Linked DNA regions of Canis lupus: region 1 is linked to region 2. The links are chromatin contacts, called in public Hi-C maps. All regions are on one chromosome and are shown on one strand. Each heading gives the region's core, a stretch centred on a gene start, on an enhancer-like site or on the middle of the called end of the contact. The rest is flanking DNA. Distances are from core to core; before and after follow the strand shown. Region 1 holds the start of MAP3K7 (mitogen-activated protein kinase kinase kinase 7). Region 2 holds the start of MDN1 (midasin).

Region 1 (6,473 bases), core at 2,456-4,955, 720 kb after region 2:
ACAAGGTACCTACCTATGTAAGTTTCTGAGGCTGAGACCTCCTATAATTTGGTATCAGAACTGAATTTAGGAAGTGCCACCCTGATATTACTGAGTCACAAGATTAGGAATGTAAGGATTATAATCAGCTGATGCCTTAAAAATATGCATCTACTAAATGACTGCATATTTGGCCTGTGGCTGGAGTATTTTTCTTACATAGTTTCTAACTGAATCAATATAATTCTGCTTCAATTGCATTGCTTTTTTTAAAAAATATTTTATTTATTTATTCATGAGAGACACAGACTGAGAGAGAGAGAGAGGCAGAGACACAGGCAGAGGGAGAAGCAGGCTCCATGCAGGGAGCCTGATGTGGGACTCGATCCCGGGACTCCAGGACCACACCCTGGATCGCGCCAAACCGCTGAGCCACCCAGGGATCCCCTTCAATCGCATTGTTATTTGAGAAATACAGAACAGGATTTTATTTATAGGCAATATATTTGTACTATATAAAATACTGAAAGCAATGTAAAATACTTTTTTTTTTTTTTCTGGTCATCTTTCTTCAGTCTCTTATTTATGATTTTAATCTAGAAGCAAAATCTAAATTGAGAAATAGTTATTCACTGAGTGCCTATAGTACACTATGGATTATATAACACTGTTTTAACATGTGCAAATGAATGTAATGGGAACTATGTAATAGTTTTAATTTTAGAAAGGTCCAAATTCAATCTTTAAAGTGAAAATAAACTGAGTATTAAAAAATGAAAATTAAATTAGATAACCAGGGGTAGGCCAAGTGGCTCAGCGGTTTAGCGCTGCCTTCAACCCAGCGTGTGATCCTGGAGACCAGAGATCGAGTTCCACGTCCGGCTCCCTGCATGGAGCCTGCTTCTCCCTCTGCCTGTGTCTCTGCCTCTCTCTCTCTCATGAATAAATAAATAAAATATTTTTAAAAATAAATAAGATAACAAGCTAATATTAGAAATTTTCATCTGAAAACAAAAATGTACTCCTCAGGAATGTCCTAAATATAATAAAGAAAAGGTTCAAACAATATCTAAGTCAAAAGAAGAATCTTTAGAAACTTAAAACCTTATCAGAAGTTAAATGGCTCTCTGGGAAGAGCAGTAATATGAAATGATGTCTCCTCAGTAACTTCCATTCTTCCAAGAAGCAATAATGTAAAATGCTTTAGAAAGTAGTGTGACAATATAAAGGCTGTAAGAATCAAATGATGTTTAAATCTGTGAAAGCAGTTGGTAGACCATGAAGTACAAGTTATTATTATATAACAATTTGTAGTCTACCAGCACAGTTTGCCACAGAGTAGACGTAAATGCTTATTTAAAAACTGCAATTCGGGATCCCTGGGTGGCGCAGCGGTTCGGTGCCTGCCTTTGGCCCAGGGCGCGATCCTGGAGATCCGGGATCGAATCCCACGTCGGGCTCCCGGTGCATGGAGCCTGCTTCTCCCTCTGCCTGTGTCTCTGCCTCTCTCTCTCTCTCTGTGGTGTGACTATCATAAATAAATAAAAATTAAAAAAAAAATTAAAAAAAAAAAAAAAAAAAAAAAAAATAAAAACTGCAATTCTTTTATACTGACTCATTGAATTTTTATTCTTAAAAAAGAAAGTTAGCCATGAAAGCTGGATCAACTATCCACTTCTGAAAAAGGAATTTATCATAGCCTCAATAGAAATCACCCCCCCACACACACACAAATAAATTCCTCCCTCTTTTCAAAATATGGGTCCTTCTTTTAGCCATGTGACCTTAAAGAGGGTCACTGTTCCTCTCAGGAACTCAGTTTCCTAGTAGTAAGTGTCAGGTACCCTGTTGGGTTTTGATTATATTGCCTAACAGGATGTTATACAGATAAAATTAAATAAAAATTATTATCCCTGTTTTATATTTATAGTTAAGAGATAAAGCTATAATGCTCAAAGTGTTTATGAAACTTGCTTCAAATCACACAGCTAATAAATGGTATACCTGATATACTGAACATTCTTCTAACTCCAAAGGCCTTGCTTACGCTCTCTTGTAAAATGAGGCTGTTCTCCATGATTACTTTATGCAATAAAAAGACATGCTTAAAGAATCCATTATTCTTCCAAAACATGCCATAGGAAAAAAAAAAAAAAGATTATTTGTTGAGTGAAAATTATCTCACCACTTTACCCTGCCACTGCCTAAAAATAATTTTGGATTTTTAAAGTAGAGGTAACTCCTTGAAGTCTGTGACACAGAACACACAGTGTTCTTTAAGGACTATGTACTGCGAAGTACTTAATAAATTTTAAAAATGAAGAATACATGGTAACTGATAGATACTATTTTCAACTAAAGTTTTAACACTTTCTAAAGTGTGTCTTTAAAATATACATTGTTTTCACTTTTCTAAATTGTGTGGTCCGATCTACTTTATTTATTTTTTAAAAGATTTTATGTATTTATTCACGAGAGACACAGAGAGAGAGAGGCAGAGACACAGGCAGAGGGAGAAGCAGGCCCCATGCAGGGAGCCCGACGCGGGACTCGATCCCGGGGCCCCAGGATCACGCCCTGGGCTGCAGGCAGGCCCCAAACCGCTGCGCCACCCGGGCGCCCCGATCCAATCTACTTTATATATTTGAAAAGAAACGACATGTTAAAAGCACCTAACTGCCTTTCTCTAAAATAACTTCTTACAGAATAAAGGACGGATTTGGGTTTTCAAACAGCGATTTCTGGTTTGGTGTTAAACTGTGGTTGTCACTGAAATCACTGAGTTAGCTCTTCGGAATATGCCACCTTGAGACATCGTTTCACCGTAGTCTACATTACTGATGCTAAAATTTGTCCAGGCTAGTCCAACAGAGGACAGAACGTTTATTATTAGGTCTACTGCTCTATCGAATAGGCCAAAATGAGAATCATTCGGTAGCTGGGGAAACGCTGTATACGACAGGATGACAGATTCCTTTACCAAGCGTTCGTACTAGGTACGGAGCTATATACGTCAGACGTAATACAACCCTCGGCCCTGAAGAGCACCAAGTCTCGGGGAACCGAAACTCCAAAACGGCCGTGGTCTTTGATGAACCTGCTACCTATGTATTTAGGAACCGGTGGACCACACCATCTCACCAGTCCGTCCTGCTGTTTGAGGTGATCGAACTCCAGACCCCGGACCCAGAAGAGGAGGGCAGCAGTGAAGAAGAAAGCAAGCTTCCCCAGGGCATTTGAAGGCAAAGTCCTCTCTCCACCTGGCCTGGGTAGGTAGGGACTCCCGGGTGGACCCGGCGGGGCCCTGAGAACCGCAGGGGCCCGAGGAGCCCCCTGAAGAGCTGGGACCAGGCAAGGCCGGTTCGGGTGCCTCCATGCCGAGCCTCACTCACCTCTTCCACTTCGATCTCCTTGTAATCGATCTCTTCAAAGTTGAGGACTTGGGAGGGGGCTTCGATCATCTCACCGGCCGAAGACGAGGAAGAGGAGGAAGCGGCGGAGGCTGTAGACATGATCCCTCGCGGAGCCCGGGGGGCCCGGGGAGGCTGCCACCCGGACACTCCGGGGGAGACCCGTGCCCACCCGCCTCCGGACCGACCTTCAGCCTGAAGCCACGGCGATCCGTGGCGGGGGACAGGGGCAGCGGCCACAGCCGAGTCCCGGCCCCGGCTCCGCTGCGTTTTCCGCCGCCGGGCCCCGCCCACTGGACTTCCGGTTCCGGCCTGAAATCGGAAACTGGAGGAGGGCTGCGAGCTCTAGAAAGGGGAGGGGGGAGTTTTGTGACTGAGACGGGGAAAGGAAGGGCCGGTTGGGGGTGGGGTCGGGGAAGAGCGAGAGGCGAGCTTAGAGCTGCAGGACAAATTTCGCGAGATCTTTATTGAAGGGCGCCCCCCCCAACATCGGATGATACCGCGAGAGCTGATGCGGTGACGCAATTAAAGTGCGCGAACGGAAGTGGCGCGGAGCCTGACGGACTATCAGTGCGGTTGGTCGTTCAGAGACTGGCGGGAAAGATAAAAAGTAAGGTTTCAACTCTGCTCCGTCAGCTGTGTTATGGCGCGGGTCCCTTTAATCTCAGAGACCTGCGGACAGATGGGGTAGTGTTGGACTGAGTTTTTGTGACGGAGCATTTTTCAGTTTCACCCGTAAGGGAAACTGAGCTATTTCTTTAAGAATCCTTGGGAGATGTTTTCTCTCAATGCGATGTATGGAAGGAAGCAGTTGCTACTCTTTGAGCCAGAGTCCCTGATGTTACGAGGGATTCTAAAGAAAATGGTACAGAGCGAGCCAGCCAGCACGTGTAACCTGAATAACACTATGTAGGCTGAGTGCGCAGGAACAGACCTTAATATTAGGTAAGGTAGATATTTATGACTTGTATTCATCTGAAGTTATGGATTGCATTAATAGTCCTTGTCGAATGCGGAGCACTCAGGTGCTTTAACGTTTATAATGTAATCATCAGTAACATCAAATATTTTGGCTGCCGTTTTTAAAGACCTTAGAAAATAGGCTCAGAGAGATGCAAAAAATAGGAGCTTCACGGGCTAGTAGAAGCTCGGTCGTTGTAGCTCCAAGGTGGATAGTGGTGCCTGTGTGGTGCTATCCACAGAACTTATAGTTTTAAACTAGACTTTAGTCGGTGTGACCTGAAGCCTAACTGGAAAAAATTGTGGAGTTCGAGATGAAGGCTGAAGGACCAAGGATGAAACCTTAACACATGTCAAATTCTGAGACTCAGTAAAGGTAAAAGACAAAAGGAACAATTCAGAAAGGGGAAAGTGAGGGGAATGGAGAAGAGTTTTCCAATTAAAGAATAGGCGGCCCAATAAATGCTGTACAGAAAAGTAAGTTAAACACATTTGGGATAGCAAATAGGTCATTGGAATTGGCAATTAAGAAATTATGAAGAAATTATGAACTGAAAACGATCTGTCATTTTTTATAGTTCCGGTAATACTCAATGATAGCTTGGTGAATAGCATAAAAAGAATGAAATAATTCCTTCTTGTTACACACTCTGAATGATACACAGTGTCTTGAATATCTACACCACTTTTATGACCACTCCCAATCTCCCAGGCTCAAATATTACCTGAATTCCCGGACTATTGAACATCTCTATTTAGGTTTACCATAAACAGCTAAACTTCAAGATTCCAAAAGCAAATGCAAAAGTTACCCCCCGCAAATATGTTTTCCTGTGTACATTTTCTAAGTCCATAAAGGATACCATCCATCTACTCCTTTGTACAAGTGAGAAATCAGGACTTTATTTCTACATTTAAAGTGATGCTTAGGGGTAGCCCGGGTGGCTCAGCGTTTTAGCGCAACCTTCAGCCCAGGGCCTGATCCCGGGTTCTGGGATCGAGTCCCACATCAGGTTCACTGCATGGCGCCGGCTTCTCCCTGCCTGTGTCTCTGCCTCTCTCTCTCTCTCTCTCTCTCTCTCTCTCTCTCTCTCTCTCTCTGTGTCTCTCATTAATAAAAATAAATAAATAAATAAAATGATGCTTAGTGCACTAATAACTAAGTAGAAGCAGATTAAGTCCATGGGATAACCATTTCACCTGTCATTTCTGGATTTCCGAAATTAGGATTATATCATATGATAATTCTACCTGCAGGTCATTAATGATTTCTATTTAACACCTTGATTTTAATTCAGTGGATCTACCAAGTGGAAGCACAAGAAATGTTTGGTCAATGTTCTAGTTGAATGACTAGCTTTGCTAGTTCCCCCTTTGCCAGGCGTGTAAAGTCTGTTTTCTGTACCTTCGGTTTAGAACTAGAATCCTGCTGAAAAGGTATTAATCATTCTAGCCATGATGCTATTCTCCTGCTTGATTTCCTCTCCCCACCCCAACATATTTACTATATCAAACATACAAAAAAAATTGAAAGAATTTTACAGTGAACTCCTATATACTTACCATCAAGATTCTAACAACATTTTACGATACTTGCTTTATCCTATATTTGTCCATCTACTCACCCATGCACATGTATTTCTACCATTTCTTCTGTTGGATGCATTTCAAAGTGAACTTCCTACTGTTTCTGAAATCCACTCCAGAATTTCTGCTTCTATATTTTATCTACTGATTTGGACTTAGATACTGATACTAGTCTAAAGTCAATTCTGTGTGCTTGTAGACTGTGGGTGGGTGGGTGGGGGGGGCAGGGGATGGGCAGGTAGGTTCCAGTGCCTGGAACATTTTCACTAGCTTATGATAAAGTCCTGCCACTGTTCATGTGTGGATCCAGTCATCCCCTAGATCAAAGTTCACCTCTCCTGTGATTTGATTATGTGGGTGGTAAATCCCCATTTTTCATTTAAGCTGAGTCAGGTTGTATTTTTGTCACTGGCAATCAGTGTCCTGAGTAATACAGTTTGAATCCAGAGAAATGAGGAAGGAGGGGCTGAACTTCCCTTAATTCACCTCAATTTTTATTTTGTGTTCCCTTTAACTTTCATGAGTTAAGAATAGAAG
Region 2 (6,029 bases), core at 373-2,872:
TTACAGAAAAATACCTCTAGCAACAATACATAATTCAGGGGATCCCTGGGTGGCGCAGTGGTTTAGTGCCTGCCTTTGGCCCAGGGCGCGATCCTGGAGAGCCAGGATCGAATCCCACGTCGGGCTCCCGGTGCATGGAGCCTGCTTCTCCCTCTGCCTGTGTCTCTGCCTCTCTCTCTCACTGTCTGCCTATCATAAATAAATAATTTTTAAAAAATACTTAATTCAGGAGCCTGTAACGAAAAGCTCAGCTCACGCGAACGGATTAGCTCTTCCTTAGTCCAACCCATCAAAACTCAGTTCTCTTTCTACAGCTCACCATTTGATTAGGGATTCCCTTCACTGGGTCTCAGAAGCCAGAAATTCCAGGCTATCTTGACTCCTCCGTCCCTTTACTTTACACTTTCAATTTGTTGTCACCAAACAGAAATGCCTCTCGTGTCAATTCTCTGCTGCTCCGGACCCAAAATACTCCCATTACTTCCTAAGCAATGCCATATGTATGTGTACAACGCATTAATGACTTAAGTTAGATACTGGAGTTAGAAGGGAAAAAAAAAAACAAAACCCACATTTTCTACTCTCAAGAAGCTCCAAGATATTGGGGGTGGGGAACCTTTAAAAAAGGAAATTAAAATACAACGTGAGAAAAAATGCATGATAAAGGTCCTCCACTCAGACAGCAGGGAGTCCAGAGAAGGCTCTTAAAAGGCCAAACACCCACTTCCTAGAAGACTCTAATTCACCTCATAACGCATACGGTTAATGTCACAGATCGTACTCGCTGTCTTGCTTTGTCCTTCAGTTGTTTTGTGTTTATGAACTGTCTCCAAAAATAGACGCTGTATTCCCCTGCGGGCAGAGACCGTAACGAATTTCTCCGTCTCCTCACGGAACCGCACGGTTACCTCACGTAAAGCAGGAACGCAATCAATACGTGTCTGCGGGCCCGAACTACGGGATGGGACGGAGAGGGGGAAAAAAAAAAGAAGTCACCCAAACTAACGGGGGCGGCTCAGGCTTGGCACACTTAAGTAAAACACATGTCAAACGGGCTGAGATCCAACTCCAATCGCAGGAAAAACCAAGCACGTTTCCTTCGGAAGGCCGTGTGCGCCACAGAGCGCTCGGCGGCTGCAGGGGACGGAAGGGTCTCTCCGGTAAGCACGAAAGGCTTCTTCCAATTTCCTCAGACGCGCGCGGACGTCCCCGCCCCTGGCCCGCCCTGGGGAGGGGGCCTGGAGGGCAGAACGCCGAACCTCCGTACCCCGAGCGTAGTGCGTCTCGCTCAGGGCCGCAGGGCACGCGCCACGGGGGCGACAGGGTCCCGGCCCGGCGACTTCCATCCGCCTCCCCCACCTCCCCCTGCTTTTACCTGTTTGGCCAAGAACCTGCCCAGTTCGCTACGGCTCTTCTCGTTCTTGGCAGCGAGTAAGCGCAGCGGGGCAGCCGCCACCTCCAGGAAAAGGTGCTCCATGTCCGCAGGCCCTGCTGCCCCCGGCGGCCCCCAGCGCTCCCTACTTAGCGCTCGGAGCCCCCCCCCCGAGCCGCGGAGGTCGCGCGCGGCAAGCGCCAGCAACTACGCCCCCGGGGAAAGCCGAAGCGGCAGCCCCGCAGACACCGGGAGAACTGCAGCACACGTGGGGGAGCACGCGGCGCCCTGCGTCATCAGCCCGCGACCGCGACCGCAAGGGCAGGGCAGCCCCAGCCCCGCCCCCTCGGCGGCGGAAACGGCGAGAGTCACGCCCGCGCCACTTCCGGGAGGGAAACTGGGGCCGACCGCTCTTAGGTCCGGGTCCCGAGGGTACCGTGATGGGAGGTCTCAGGGACCACGTGTGGCCGGACCGCGCGATCGGAGGTTCCGCTAGGCCCGAAGCCGGGGAGCCCTCGGCCCACCGTGTCTCCCTCCGATGGAAATTTCTCGCACACAAGCACACCCCTTGCAATATTCTTAATAATATATATAATATTGGAATATTTATATATAATATGTATATTGGAAATAAGTGTTCAGTTAGGGAATATTTAATGAAACTGGTATATACATTATAGAATATTCAGAAGCCGTTGAAGAGTGGAATAGAAGCGTACACGAAAGCTCATTTATGGGAAGTTCAAGAACAAGCCAAAATAATGACAAAGTCGAGCTAATGGTTGCCTTCGGGAGTATTGACAGCCCAGGGTCCTGAGGGAACATGGTGCGGTGATGGAACGGTTTCATGATCTTCCTCTCGGTGGATTGGAATGGTTACTCTGGTAGATAAATTTTTAAAAGCAAAAAAAAAAAAAAAAAAAAACTCTGCCCAAGGTTTGTGCACCTTGTCCAAATTATGCCTCCAAAATGGGTTTTAAAAGCAAGTAGAAAAAATAAATAATAAATAAATAAATAAATAATAAATAAATAAATAAATAAATAAATAAATAAATAAATAAATAAATGCAAGTAGAGGGGCAGCCCGGGTGGCTCAGCGGTTTAGCGCCGCCTTCAGTCCAGGGCCTGATCCTGGCGACCTGGGGTCAAGTCCCACGTCGAGTCCCACGTCGAGTCCCACGTCGAGTCCCACGTCGGGCTCCCTGCATGGAGCCTGCTTCTCCCTCTGCCTGTGTCTCTGCCTCTCTCTCTCTCTCTCTGTGTGTCTCTCATGAATATATAAATAAATAAAATCTTAAAATAAAAAAATAGATCTCTAATAGCAAGCGTATACTGTGATGGAGTCTTTTAAAAATGTATTTGAATTTGAATTTTCTTTCCCTAGGGTTTTGAATGTTTGCTTTTGGGGGAACTCAAAAAGCACAGAACTTCTAGAACATCCAGAAGTAGGAAACTGTGAAAATGGGGCAAAAAAACATTTCCAAGAACTAGGGAACTGTGGAAATGGGGCAAAAAAAAATCTCCAAATAAATTTTAAAATTTCCAAGAAGACTGAGAAGGTCCCCTGAGGACCTAGCACAATGAATGAAAAATTACCCACGTTTGAGGAGTTACTCATTTTTTCCCCCTGGATATCTCCCATGTATATGTGAAGTGTTCATGTTAATAAACTTATGTGTGGGGGCATCTGGGTGGCCCAGTGGTTGAGCGTCTGACTTTGGCTCAGGTCGTGATCCAGGAATGGAGTTCCACGTCACGTTCCCTTCATGGAGCCTGCTTCTCCCTCTGCCTGTGTCTCTGCCTCTCTCTCTCTCTCTCTCTCTCTCTGTCTGTCTCTCATGAATAAATAAATAAAATCTTTACAAATAAATAAACTTGTGTTTTTTTCTCTTAGACTTTTGTGACAAGAACTTAGAAGGGTAAAAGGAAAGTTATGTTTACTCCTCTACACACCCTTTCTTATGACCTCTCACAAACAACCATAAAGCAACATTTTTGGGTGATAGAAATGTTTCAAGACTATACTGTGATGGTGGCACAACTCTTAAAAATTGAATAAAGTCATTGAATCACACACTTACAGTGGCTGAACTTTTTTTTAAAGATTTCATTTATTCATTCATGAGAGACACAGAGAGAGAGAGAGGCAGAGACACAAGCAGAGGGAGAAGCAGGCTCCCCGCAAGGAGCCCAATGCGGGACTCCATCCTGAACCCTAGGATCATGCCCTGAGCCAAAGGCAGACACTCAACCGCTGAGCCACCCAGGTGTCCCACAGTGGGTGAATTTTATTATATGTAAGTTATACCTCAGAAAAGCTCTAAAAATAACAATAATAATCATCAAGGAATAGGGTATGTGTAAGTATAGTTGAAACAAGATTGACAATATATTGATAATTATTGAAACAATGTCAGGTAAAGGGAGTTCATTATACTTTCTCTACATTTGTGTATGTTAGAAAATTACAATAATAAAAGGTAAAATAATATTTTTTTAAAAAAAGGAGAATAAGGTCTTGTCAAAAAAACTCAGGTACTAAAGAATAGCAGAATATATCACTTAGGTGTGAAAGAATTTGGGACTTGCCACCCCAAACTATGCCACTTTGGCATATTGATTATTCTGAGCTAAAACCACTTTAGAAATAGTAGATACAGGAAGGGCTCTCTGACCACCCCTTCCTTTTCTACCTAAAGCAGGTCATAAAATTTTTTTTCAGGCCATAAAATCTCTCATGGGAAAGGTGCCCCCCCCCCTTTTGCCAGGAATAAAAGAACATACTTATTACCAGAGACTCTTAATTGACATTGAATGGGTCTGTGCAAACAAACTTACTAAAATGACCCTTATCTTCCACTAGTTTTCCCTCCATATATCTTCTAATCACTTCCCTACAATTTACTGCCTCTAGCCCAAACCACTTTTGGCTTATCATTTCTTTTACAAATTTATTCCTTCTTTTTCTAGAAGGTATATAAGCTTTCTTGAGCTGAAGGCAATGAGGAGAAGCAGATATAAAAGCTCTGTGCCCTCCTCTTATTTGCCTAAAGCAGAATATAAGTGTGTAAAAGTGTTCCCCTTTCCCCTCTCTACCAAGAAGGACAGGAGTTAATCACTGGAGACAACTGTCAATCTCTATTAGCACAGAGATAGCATCAGAAGAAACTACAGAACAAGACTTGATAAAACTGTTATCTACCATTAGTTTCTCCATATATTTGCCTTCCCACAGTTCGCCACCCCGAGAAGCTCAAAGTTCTGTCTTGTCACTTCTCTAAAAATGTTTTGTTCTTTTTTTTTTTTTAAGATTTATTTTTATTTGGGATCCCTGGGTGGCTCAGCGGTTTGGCACCTGCCTTCGGCCCAGGACATGATTCTGGAGTCCTGGGATCGAGTCCCACATCAGGCTCCCTGCATGGAGCCTGCTTCTCCCTCTGCTTGTGTCTCTGCCTCTCTCTCTTTCTCTGTGTCTCTCATGAATAAATAAATAAAATCTTTTTTTAAAAAAGGATTTATTTTTATTTACTTACGATAGACACAGAGAGAGAGAGAGAGAGAGAGAGAGGCAGAGGGAGAAGCAGGCTCCATGCCGGGGCCCGACCCTGGGACTCCAGGATCACGCCCTGGGCTGAAGGCGGCGCTAAACCGCTGAGCCACCCAGGGATCCCCTTGTTCTTTTTTTTTTTAAGATGCTATATAAGCCCAGGTTTTAACTACCTCTTTGAGTTGCTGGTCTCTGAGTGCTCCCATGGGTATGCATGATGCACATATATAAAATATAAAAGTGTTTTTAAATGAATATAGAAAATGTAAACAAAAACTAAAAAGTTGATTCAGACTTTAGGACATGTCAGGGATAAGAGTTTTCATTTCTCCTAGGCACTCTTCTTTAACTTCAAGTTATTGCTGTCAAAAAACTATTTGTGCCTCAAGGGAGCCTGGCTGGCTCAGTTGGTGGAGCATGTGACTCAATCTCGGGGTTTTAAGTTCGAGCTCCATGTTGGGTGTAGAGATTACTTAAAAATAAAATCTAGGGGATCCCTGGGTGGCTCGGCGGTTTGGCGCCTGCGTTTGGCCCAGAGCGCGATCCTGGAGTCCCGGGATCGAGTCCCGCGTCGGGCTCCGGGCAAGGAGCCTGCTTCTCCCTCCTCCTGTGTCTCTGCCTCTCTCTCTCTCTCTCTCTCTCTCTCTGCCTATCATAAATAAATAAATCTTTAAAAAATAAAATAAATAAAATACAATCTAAAAAAAGTTTACTCATGCCTCATTAGGATATCAGAAGTGTTAACTAAAGTTGAGAGAGCACTGAAACAACATCTAAGGACCTGAGCAATTAGTTGTACTTTTCCATTAACTAGCTACGTGACTTAGGTTAAGTGACTTAACCTTCCTAGACCTCAGTTTTTCTCTAGAAGTTCTGATTCTGTGTCTATCTTCCCAGAGTTGATATATACTCTTGGAACACAGGAAGTGCCTTATTCATCTTTGTATCTCACACAGCACTACATACTTTTCTCATACACAATAGGTGTTTAACAAATGTCCAATCCTGGATGCTTGGGTTATTCAATCTGTTAAACTTCTGCCTTCAGCTCAGGCAGGTCATGATCCCAGGGTCCTGGGGTCAAGTCCTACATTGTGCTCCTTGCCCAGC

The links. A called contact is a pair of places that touch in the nucleus more often than the background predicts.
Region 1: a Hi-C map of blood shows a contact between it and region 2, with 5 times the contacts expected there. The contact joins the promoter of MAP3K7 here to the promoter of MDN1 in region 2. A contact is called at or near these places in 2 of 9 Hi-C or Micro-C datasets (both in blood).

What each region holds. Positions count from the first base shown.
Region 1 is chr12:49,953,144-49,959,616 of UU_Cfam_GSD_1.0, forward strand. It overlaps MAP3K7 (mitogen-activated protein kinase kinase kinase 7), which reads right to left and starts at 3,706. Exons shown (of 17, transcript XM_038554740.1): 1 at 3,372-3,706. The coding sequence starts at 3,491.
Region 2 is chr12:49,236,723-49,242,751 of UU_Cfam_GSD_1.0, forward strand. It overlaps MDN1 (midasin), which reads right to left and starts at 1,623. Exons shown (of 102, transcript XM_038554729.1): 1 at 1,376-1,623. The coding sequence starts at 1,477.